Regions from separate parts of the Mus musculus genome. Here regions 1 and 2 are each linked to region 3. A link is a contact called in public HiChIP or PLAC-seq data. All regions are on one chromosome and are shown on one strand. The core of a region is the stretch at or near the end of the contact, and the rest is flanking DNA. Distances in the headings are between cores, read along the strand shown. Region 1 overlaps Ap3s2 (adaptor-related protein complex 3, sigma 2 subunit). Region 2 has its middle 21 kb from the start of Anpep. Region 3 holds the start of Mesp1 (mesoderm posterior 1).

The links. HiChIP or PLAC-seq counts read pairs in DNA pulled down with a chosen protein or histone mark.
Region 1: a contact with region 3 is called in an H3K4me3 HiChIP or PLAC-seq map of embryonic stem cells, with 57 read pairs. The contact joins the enhancer-like site here to the promoter of Mesp1 in region 3. A contact is called at or near these places in 25 of 39 promoter capture datasets (the 3T3-L1 cell line, 3T3-L1-derived adipocytes, the C10 cell line and 15 more), 2 of 15 datasets of contacts at CTCF or cohesin (the NIH/3T3 cell line and large pre-B cells), 54 of 484 Hi-C or Micro-C datasets (the 3T3-L1 cell line, 3T3-L1-derived adipocytes, the AML12 cell line and 36 more), 25 of 115 datasets of contacts at active chromatin or transcription factors (bone marrow-derived dendritic cells, craniofacial prominence, embryonic fibroblasts and 14 more) and 4 of 9 other capture datasets (adipose tissue, embryonic stem cells, liver and 1 more).
Region 2: a contact with region 3 is called in an H3K27ac HiChIP or PLAC-seq map of embryonic stem cells, with 14 read pairs. The contact joins the enhancer-like site here to the promoter of Mesp1 in region 3. A contact is called at or near these places in 6 of 39 promoter capture datasets (cranial neural crest, embryonic stem cells, epiblast stem cells and 2 more), 2 of 15 datasets of contacts at CTCF or cohesin (both in the NIH/3T3 cell line), 8 of 484 Hi-C or Micro-C datasets (bone marrow-derived macrophages, embryonic stem cells, hematopoietic stem and progenitor cells and 3 more), 7 of 115 datasets of contacts at active chromatin or transcription factors (bone marrow-derived macrophages and embryonic stem cells) and 4 of 9 other capture datasets (adipose tissue, embryonic stem cells, liver and 1 more).

What each region holds. Positions count from the first base shown.
Region 1 is chr7:79,889,536-79,892,745 of GRCm38.p6, reverse strand. The region is part of intron 4 of Ap3s2 (adaptor-related protein complex 3, sigma 2 subunit); the gene reads left to right. Among named protein-coding and RNA genes, the nearest start is that of Ap3s2, 29 kb to the left of the region's middle. Within about 2 kb of position 1,760, at least 20 of the 459 cell types and tissues checked have an H3K27ac peak or open chromatin away from gene starts, as enhancers often do. A contact at or near this core is called in adipose tissue, colon epithelium, conventional type 1 dendritic cells and 3 more, where this site is marked.
Region 2 is chr7:79,867,632-79,870,796 of GRCm38.p6, reverse strand. No RefSeq gene overlaps it. Among named protein-coding and RNA genes, the nearest start is that of Anpep, 21 kb to the right of the region's middle. Within about 2 kb of position 1,491, at least 44 of the 459 cell types and tissues checked have an H3K27ac peak or open chromatin away from gene starts, as enhancers often do. A contact at or near this core is called in adipose tissue, bone marrow-derived macrophages, embryonic stem cells and 1 more, where this site is marked.
Region 3 is chr7:79,792,110-79,795,354 of GRCm38.p6, reverse strand. It overlaps Mesp1 (mesoderm posterior 1), which reads left to right and starts at 1,765. Exons shown (of 2, transcript NM_008588.2): 1 at 1,765-2,490; 2 at 2,764-3,114. The coding sequence starts at 1,828. The coding sequence ends at 2,832.

The sequences.
Region 1 (3,210 bases), core at 511-3,010, 97 kb before region 3:
TTTATTATAGTTAATTCTGTACAGGTTTATCTTTCCTGATTCCAAGTGCTTGAGGACATGGTCCACATCTTATCATCACTCTTCCTCCCAACACTTAACATTATGTGATGGTAACCGTATTTGAAAAGATAGTGAAGCTGAGTGGATGTTTTGAGCATAACACATCCCCTCTTTGCAGTAGGTCTGGGTGCTTAGAACCAAACAGCTGTTTATCTGAGCGTCTAAAGGTATCTCATCGTCACACTGCAGCACATTAATTGATCTTAACAGGGATGAGGTGAGGGTGCTATTTCAGAGTCCGGGGAATACTTAATACACTTTCAGAAAGTTTCCATTAAAGTAACATGATGGTGACTTAAGAATCAACTCTCTCCTGCACTGCTCTATCTATCTCCCTAGTTCCCAGGTGGAACCAAGTATGCCTTCCTCCTTATGCCCTCCACGCTGTGCATTGCAGTAATCCCTATGCTGAGGGTGGAGACAAGCCCTTCCCAAGAACACTGGGTGCCAGGACCTCCAGCCCTGGTTCATATCTCAATCAAGTCAAAGAATATTCTGCCTCTAACCCCACAACAGTCACACCATTTAGGGAGAGGAGGGTACAAGCCACCAACAGAGGTCAGGTCTGATTATCACACTTACTTTTGGCACAGAATCACAAGGCAGTTCACAGGCCCAAGAACAGCAGTGCTCCGCGTGTCTTGAGATGCTGCAAAATACTAGGTTCCAGAATGAGAGTAGTCAAGAGAGAAAAAGGCCCACTCCCAGGTCTCTAGGGCATAGTTCTGCCTTTGCACTCTCCGTTTCTTTTTTTACGTGGAATATATGAGAACTAGAATCTGACCCTAAGCCAAGGTCATTTCTCTTCCCTAGTCTGTGCTGAGTCCATTCTGGTTCTTTCAGAGCACATACCATCTAGCAGACAAAAAATGACCCACCCTCTCCCCCAAGAATCTCTTTCCTACTTACTCTCTGAAGACTTTTCATAGAATTTACTCAAGCAATCTAACCCGAGGGGATAGAAAATGCTATCTATCCTTGGCTTTTTTTGTAGTTACTTTTTTTTTTGATGTTTTTTTTTTTTTTTTATATGACACACACCAGAAAAGGGCATCAGATCTCATTACAGATGGTTGTGAGCCACCATGTGATTGCTAGGAATTGAACTCAGGACCTCTGGAAGTGCAATCGGTGCTCTTAACAGCTGAACTATCTCTCCAGCCCCCCACCCCCCAGTTACTTTGTAAGCTTGGTTTGTAGATGATTAGGAATTCCTTGTTAAAGCATGAGTGTTGTGAACTTGGTGCCCTGATTGTCAGAGTGACCGTGTTCTTTTATATTTGGTTAGTATTTTATTGATTCTATCTCCTCAATGGCCAGGCAGGAGTGTGTGCCTCTGTCTTGTAAGATTTTAATCCGATGAGGAATTGAAATTACTCTAGTCTAGAGGTTTCTGTGGCTGTCAGCAAGCTAAGGCTGTGGTATGGCTAATGGGCTGATAGTGTCCAAGAGATGTTGCCTACCCTCCCTGCCCCAAAGCCTCCAGGGTGGGGTCCAGCACCCCCCCCATCCCCCGAGAGCTGCCCTGTGTTGTGGAGTCAGCTCTGGAGGTGTTCTGAGGCACTACATTTGGGATTGACGCTGACTCCTCAAGCTTCACGTTCTGTATTTATTGGCGAAGGTGTGCGAGGTTGACTGCTTCAGCTTTGGAGCATGGCCAAGTTCAGGTTTGAAGACTGCTCCACTAGAGGAGAAGCCTGACTTCAGGGCTTTACCCCGCCCTTCCTCTTCTTAGACAGTTTGCTCCCAGTGGTAGTGATTGCTGACAAAGGTAGAGGCAGAATGTTCTTTGATTCATCCCAGGGATGGGAGGGACCCTTGGAGGTCTGGGCTTTGTGTCCTTGGGAAAGGCTATTGAAACTGACTTGTCTCCACCCTCAAAAACTCCACAGCCCAGTTTCTGTAACTTTGAAGTGGCATCTGTGTCCTTCCTGGTGTACTCTTGTCAATCTTGTTGAGACGCTACCAGGCTCATTTTAATCTGTTTTATCTGACGTGGAGTTTCAGAGGGCCAAGTTTGGAGGCCATGCCAGATCAACAAGCTGTGTCACCTCAGCCTAGTACTGGACTCTGCTTTCCCCAGCAGCTGTGAGCTAATGCTTTGTAAGCACTGCTCTGGGCACCCGCAGGAGACCTAACGTGCAACCTCAAACGGTCACGTTAGACAAGAGACCTGCAGAGAACAGTACCGCAGTGCCCTGGCTTAGTGTCTCAGTAGACGCTCAGCCAGATCACCAGGGAGACGCTGACTCCCATCAGCACAGGTCCTCAATGTCCTTGACTTAGGTGGCCCAGTCCTAGGCAGTCAGAACCCCAAACCTGGAAGAATGGTTTTGATTTTCACAGAACTATTTAGCAAGGTCACCATGCAAGATGAGTTGAAGGCTGCAAAGTGTGGGAATTGGCAAATCTCAGCAGTCGACAGCATTACAGACCCTAGCTCTCATTTGGGAAAGTGCTTTCTTTCTACTGGGAGATGGCAGCAGGTGGACAGCCCTGTTCCTTTTGTGCTGAGGATCAGACCCAGGTCCTTCAGCATGCTGAGCATATGTTGGTCTACAGAGTGAGTTCCAGGACAGCCAGGGCTATGCAGAGAAACCCTGTCTCAAAAACAAAACAAAACAAAAAAACACAAAAAACAAAAAAAGATAAAGAAAAACTGAGGATATACAGATATTTGAGTGGGAGTTAGAATGAGAGCAGAGCAGCGGCATAGCAAAACAGGGCAGAGGATTTGTAGAGCGCCTGGCAAGTTAGCTGAAAATCACTCTTACTTTTGGCAATTGTGAGATAGAGGTTTCAAGAGAAAAAAATTTAAGTTGTGTAGAACTATAAATACCAGTTTTCACTCATTAAAGTGTGGCCATAGATTTATGTCCATCAAACTCAGGAAACCCCAGCTGCTCCCTGCTGCTGTACAAACTCTTAAGATTTCAGATGCATCTCTCACCTACATTCTCATATCAGATTGCTCTCTTGGAACCTTGGGGCTGTCTTAAACCTTATGTTCAGGTAAACTCTTCCCCTCTTGTGAGTATTTCCGGGTCAGAGGGCCATTGGATTGGCCAAGAGCTTAGAAACCAAGTGACACTTCTTACTTAAACCCCAATAAGCACTTGTGAGGATATTTGACAATATCATAGTGGTAAA
Region 2 (3,165 bases), core at 242-2,741, 76 kb before region 3:
GGTCCAGTCGGATTTCAGAACAAAGACCTCAGCAATCCGTTCCACAGTGCCCAGTGCTCGCTCACAGGTCCCTCCCCCAACATGGCCACCTTTGGAGGTAAAGCTTCCAGTTCCCCACTTTGCAGACACTTAGCACAGACTAAGATCCCCAAAGATGGAGAGCAGGCCTGAGGCAGCAAGGGAGGCTTGGAGGGAAAGGAAAGCTGAGTCTGGCTAAGTCTCACAGGGCCTTGAGCTCTCACCCGGCAACCCCCCACCCCACCCACCCCCACCCCCACCCCTGCTGGCCTCAAACCCCTGCCTCCCAAATGCTGGGATTATAGTCATGCACCACAACGTTTAATTCTGGTTTTATTTTGTTTTTATTTGTTTGTTTGAGACAGGGTTTCTCTGTGTAGCCCTGGCTGTGCTGGAACTCACTCTGTAGACCAGGCTGGTCTCGAACTCAGAAATCCACCTGCCTCTGCCTCCCAAGTGTTGGGATTAAAGGTGTGCACCACCACCGCCCGGCTTGTTTTTATTTTTATTCTTGACTTTTGAGCAGAGTGTGGATGAAGAGGGAAAGAAAAGATGCCTCAGAGCCCAACTGGGAGAGCATTTGTGGTGACCCAGGCTAGATCCGAGTGGGACAGTGGGGACAGACATGGAGCAGACTTGTAGCACACTGTAGAGCTCGAATTGGCAGGACTTGGAAAGTGTCATGGTGTAGATCGAGGTCAAGGGAAGAGCAGGCAAGACCTTGGTGACCTGCAAGTAACAGGGGCCTGCTCACAGGCAGACAGTACCCAAGCAGGACCGAGTGTCCACCCCAAGGTTGCGAAGAGAGAAAGCCGAGGCTGTGAGAGTTGTGGGGGGGGGGGGGGTTGCGGCTGGGAGTTCTGGAAGCCTGGCAAGGGCACAGGGAAAGCAGTGCCCAGGAAGAACCTGGCCTATGGCAGACTGCTGCTTACACAGCCTGCTCACACAAGCTCAGGTTAGAAGACTCTGTGGCCATAGAATGGGAGTCCCTAGTTACCAGGGAAACTAAATTTTCCTTCTTGGTTTCTTAGTCTTGTGATAAAAGAATTTAAATACAGACCAGCAAGGAAGCTTGAGGACAATTTTATTGGAGTTTGGAAGAAAATTATAGAGCTGCCTGGAGGAGGAAGCCGAAGGAAAAGAAGAGTGAAGGGGGAGGGGGGTTTGCAACGGCGATGTGCAAACAATCACGTGGGTGGGAAAAGTGTGGGGGTGGGGCTTTGTGAAAAGGTAAAAAGAGCCCAGAGTGGCAGAGAAAGCATGGTCCAGTTCCTGGCCAGTATGTAAGAGAGAGAGGGTGTGGGATGGAAGAGAACTTGCTCTTTTCTGTGTTAGGACTCCGTGGAAAGGATACAGAAAGGAAGTCCTGCCAGCCACCATCCCCAGGGAGGGATATGAGGTCCCTACCCAGGGCTGGAGGTAAAACTCCTTTCTTTGTTAGAAGAAAGAATCAGGAAGTAGTAGTTCTCCTTTGTTGAGTTCTTGACTCTACAAAGCCCAGATGCCCCACCCAGTGGTAATTTAAATCCTAAGAGACTTCCTTCCTAATGTTACCAGGGAAACGGGAGGGAAGGGATCCATCTCCAATGGCTTCCAGGTCTGCTTGCATTTCCAGCTACAGAACTCCAGGGCTTTGGGAAGTGTGAGGGAGGAGATTGCCTTGGAATGGGTGTACAGAGTAGGCCTTGGCCAAAGATGGTCTTAGGTAGTCCAACTGACCCAGGCCCTGTCAGGGAAGAGGCAGCCCAGAATGGTGTGAAGCAGACAGTGTGTCATCGTCTCAACCCAGGGAAGGAAGGCTAAGAACTAATCGTGGGGATGGGGCAGGCAGCTGAAACAAGCTGGTCAGAATTCTACTCCAGGGGAGAATGGGATAGCCAACGTTTTGACACCAGGCTAGACTACTTCTTGCGAGTGACTGCTTTCATTAGTGACTGGTGTACATACTAGAGGTGTGCCAGCTCACAGAAGACACCTGCGGGGTCATAGCACTGTGCAATGGGGATCATTCTACCTCTGTCTGGCAGGGAGCCATTCCCCAGATAAGGGTTGTTCCTTCAACCTGGGTCCTGGAATGCAGGTGACTTGGCACAAAACTGCAGCCAGCTTATGACAGCATGGAATGTGAACAAGAAAGGAACCACCACGTTGTAAGGCTGTTGGTTACTGAGAAACAGGGTGCCAGACCTTAGGAGGCCCTAAGACCTTAGCATAACCACCTCAGGGCTGGAAGTACCACTCAGGCCGTAAAACAACACGCAGACAGCACCGCCTGCCAAAAAAAACGAGAACAAAGACCCACTCCGTCAAATCCTGTCGTTCTGGGAAGTCTCTGAATGGACTCACCTTGCCCCTTAGCTTCTGTAGTTCCACTTCTAACTGTTAGTCAACCCAGAACATGGCTTTTGTGCTCAAATGGCTGCCCTGATAGGGGCTTGGAGCTACACTGGCTCCCCAACACCCAGCTAGCTAATAAAGACTTTCTATTGGCTCAAAACCTTGAATCCAAGCAGTCTCCTCTGGTGGATCCCCACAGCTGGGGCCCGACAAGCCTCCCCTAGCGGATGCAGGGGTCTCGAGGGCGGCATCACACACTGCGCCAGGGGTTCTGTGTGTTTGAGTCAAATCTAAACTAACTCAGGAGCGAGGCAGCCCGACACATAGGGTTGGTTCCGAGTGGTGTGATCTCATTAGTAGAGCGTGCTGACTAGTCCCTAGAGATGAGAGAGCACTGTCTGCCGGCTTGGCAGGAGCAAGTGCAAAGGGAGGGCCCGTTGGGCCCGTTCAATGTGTTTCCTATTGTAACATGACTGTAATTCACGACTACATAATGCCAGAACTGCAAATGTCCAATGTGAGTTCAGGCCAAAGACTAGTTGAAAGAACTGGTTTGGTTTGATTTGGGTCCAGGATGAGACTCAGGGCTAAGTAAGAACTCTAACCAGACTCTTCAGAATTCTACCTCCCCAACCCCCACTCCCTTTCTCTCTGTTGTTGTTGGTTATGGTTTGTTTCTTTGTTCACTTTTTTCCAAGACAGGGTTTCTCTGTGTAGCCCTGGCTGTCCTGGAACTCACTCTGTAGATCAGGCTGGCCTTGAACTCTGCCTCTCAAATGCTGGGTTTACAGGTGTGTGCCACCACCACCC
Region 3 (3,245 bases), core at 516-3,015:
TGGCCTCAAACTCATAGATCTGCCTGCCTCTGCCTCCCCAGTGCTGGGATCAAAGGTGTGCTCCAACATACCTAGCTGAGTAGCCAGTGTTCTTAACTACTGAGCCATAACTCTAGGCCAGAGGTGATCTTGAACTTGAACTTCTGGTCCTCCTATCTTCATCTCTCCAGTGCTGGGGTTACAAGCCAGTGCTACACGTGGTTATGCAGTGTTGGAATAAGACCTAGGGCTTCCGGCAGGCTAGGCAAGCACTCTACCGACTGAACCACACCACCAGCCCTCTAATAGGTGAGACAGTCCAGTAGCATAGGATGGCTTCAAATTCACTTTGCAGCCAAGACTGGCCCAAACTCCTCTTGCCTTCATTTTCCAAATGTTGGAATTACAGGCATGTGCGTGTATGCCCAACTTCTGGAGACTTTATTAATAAGCATGTCACATATAAGTGGGGACAGGTTTGCTTTAATCTCTCAATTTGTATTTATTTCTCTTTATTTTTCCAACCTAGTCCCTTCATTCAGTACAACACTGAACAGGTATGGTAAGAGCAGGCATCCTCAACAGCCAGGCTCACAACTGCAGTAAGCTGAGGCAGCAGGATCAGGAGCTAAAGGCCAGCTGGGTTAGAGTAAGTTTGAGGCTAGCCTGGGCTACATGAGACCATGTTTCAAGATGTGGGAGGAAGAACACTGGAGAGACGGCTCAGCAGTTAAGAAGAGCACATGTTGCTCTTGAAGAACCCAAGGTTCTGTTCCCAGAAGCCACCTCAGGCAGCTTACAATTGCCTGCAAGGCCCGATCCTAAGGAACGTGACACCTCTGGCCTGTGTGGGGGCACCAGCACACACACACACACACACACACACACACACACACACACACACACATCTTTAAAAAATAAAAGGCAGCCTATGAACCTAACAGGTAGCATCCTATGAAATAGATTATAAAACTGCCATTGGGACAGATGAAGGTTTCTGCTTTTCAGGGTTTTTGGGTTTTGTTTTGTTTTGTTTTGTTTTTTCCAACACAGGATCTTATGTAGCCCATGTTAACCTGGGCCATATACAGCTAGGCCTGGCCTTGAACTCCTGACCCTCCTGCCTTCACCTCCCAAGTGTGCCACCAGCTCAAGGAGTTGAGTTTTGTCAAAGGACTTTTTACTCACTGTAGCTGACCAAAGCAGCAGAGCTCCAGTCATGGGAGGGCTGGGAAGGGGACCAAGCTCCCCATCTTGCCAAGACTAGAAGTGACTTGTAGTGTGGGGAGGCAGGCTCACCTCTCCCCCTGCCCGGACACCCCAGCAACCTCACAGGTCGGTCGGGATGGTTTCTTCAATGTGCCTCCCATAGCCTGGACATCAGGGAGGACTACAGGCCACATCCAAGCCTCTGGGAAGGACTGAACTAGAGTTCTCTCCGTGTCTAGAGGTCCCTAGTCCACAGTTGGCCAATGCAATCCCGAAGTCTCTTGTTATACAATTTGTAAATTAAAGTGATGGAAAAAAATGGCGTAGGGTCCCTAATAAATGAAGGTGTACCCTAAGCCTAGGAGCTAGACTTCAGTTCTCTGAGCATGGTTCTTTCAACTGGCAGTCCTGGCCATAGGTGCCTGACTTACTGAGGCCCCAAATATGGTCCAGGTGGAGCAGACTGGACTAAGGGGTCCTGCACCTCAGAGCCCCTGCTATGGTTCAAAGGGTTCAGGCCCTGCCCCCCTCCTGGCTCGAGCCGGCTTTGATATGCTGATGAATTCTGGAAGGGGCCCGCTTCACACCTAGGGCTCAGGATAAAGCTACAGCGGACCCAATGGTCAGGCCTCCGCTGCCATGGCCCAGCCCCTGTGCGAGCCGCGCTCCGAGTCCTGGATCCTGAGTCCCGCTGGTCGGCAGCCACCGATGCCTTCCGATGGGAACAGCGTCTGCTCCCCAGCCTGGTCCTCGGACCCGTGGGACGGTGCCCAGGCCAGCAGCCCTGCACCACCCTGCGCCCGCCCGGCCCGGCGTGCTGGGACCCCGGGTAGGCGCGGGACGCACGGTAGCCGCCTGGGTAGCGGACAGCGGCAGAGCGCCAGCGAGCGGGAGAAGCTACGTATGCGCACACTCGCCCGCGCGCTGCACGAGCTGCGCCGCTTCTTGCCGCCATCCGTGGCACCAACCGGCCAGAACCTGACCAAGATCGAGACGCTGCGCCTGGCCATCCGCTACATTGGCCACCTGTCGGCTGTGCTGGGACTCAGCGAGGACAACCTCCGGCGACAGCGGCACGCGGTGTCACCTCGAGGCTGCCCGCTGTGCCCCGACAGCGACCTGGCGCAGTCGCAGTCGCTCGGTCCCCGTTTAAGCCCGGCCGTCTGCAGCGGGGTGTCGTGGGGATCCCCGCCTGCCTACCCTAGACCCCGAGTCGCCGCAGAATCGTGGGACCCATCGTTCCTGTACGCAGAAACAGCATCCCAGGAAAGGCAGGAAATGGAGCCCAGTCCCTCATCTCCGGTTAGTAACCCCTTCCCCCACACTGTCGAGGTGGCGCCCCCTACTGTTGGTGCGCGACGCACAGCCCCACGTCGCGGACCAGCCTCTCTGCTGCACTCAGGATCTCCCTTGGGCGCATCCCCGTGTGCCCTGGGTGTCCGAACAGGGTGGGAGTTGGACAGGCAGGGATTAAGGACGCTTTGCTTGCTCGCTTAACCTTGAGCGTGGAGCGGATGAGCGCGGACCTGACCCTGGGGCAGGTGTTGATTGTGGCGCTGTTCACTCTTCCTGCAGCTCTTCAGCAGCGACATGCTGGCTCTTCTAGAAACCTGGACGCCGCCGCAGGAGTGGCCGCCTGCCTGAAGAGTGGAGGGGACAATGCAACGGATGATTGTCACCCTGTCTGAGCACAGACACTTTTCCTTTGGTCTTGGCACCTTCGGAGGGAGTAGATCCTGGAAGAGGCGGCAGTGATACCAACATGGGCATCCCGGGGTGGGAGCTGGCCCTCATCCAGACTGTACCATTCCAACCCTCCTTGGAAGGAGGCGCCCAATAGGGTACACGCTCTAAAGATGAAGCAGGCACAAGCTTTGCCTGGTGTGTATTTATTTATTTGTGAATAAACCGATTGTGCTAGTGTCATTTGGAGGGTTTATTTTTCTTTCTTCCTTATTTGGGGGTGTGTGGGAGGGGGAACCTCACACTGTACGGCCCAGGCTGGCCCAAACTCATGGTGGCACGAGCCCCCATTGCCCCATGCTCCCATACCCTGC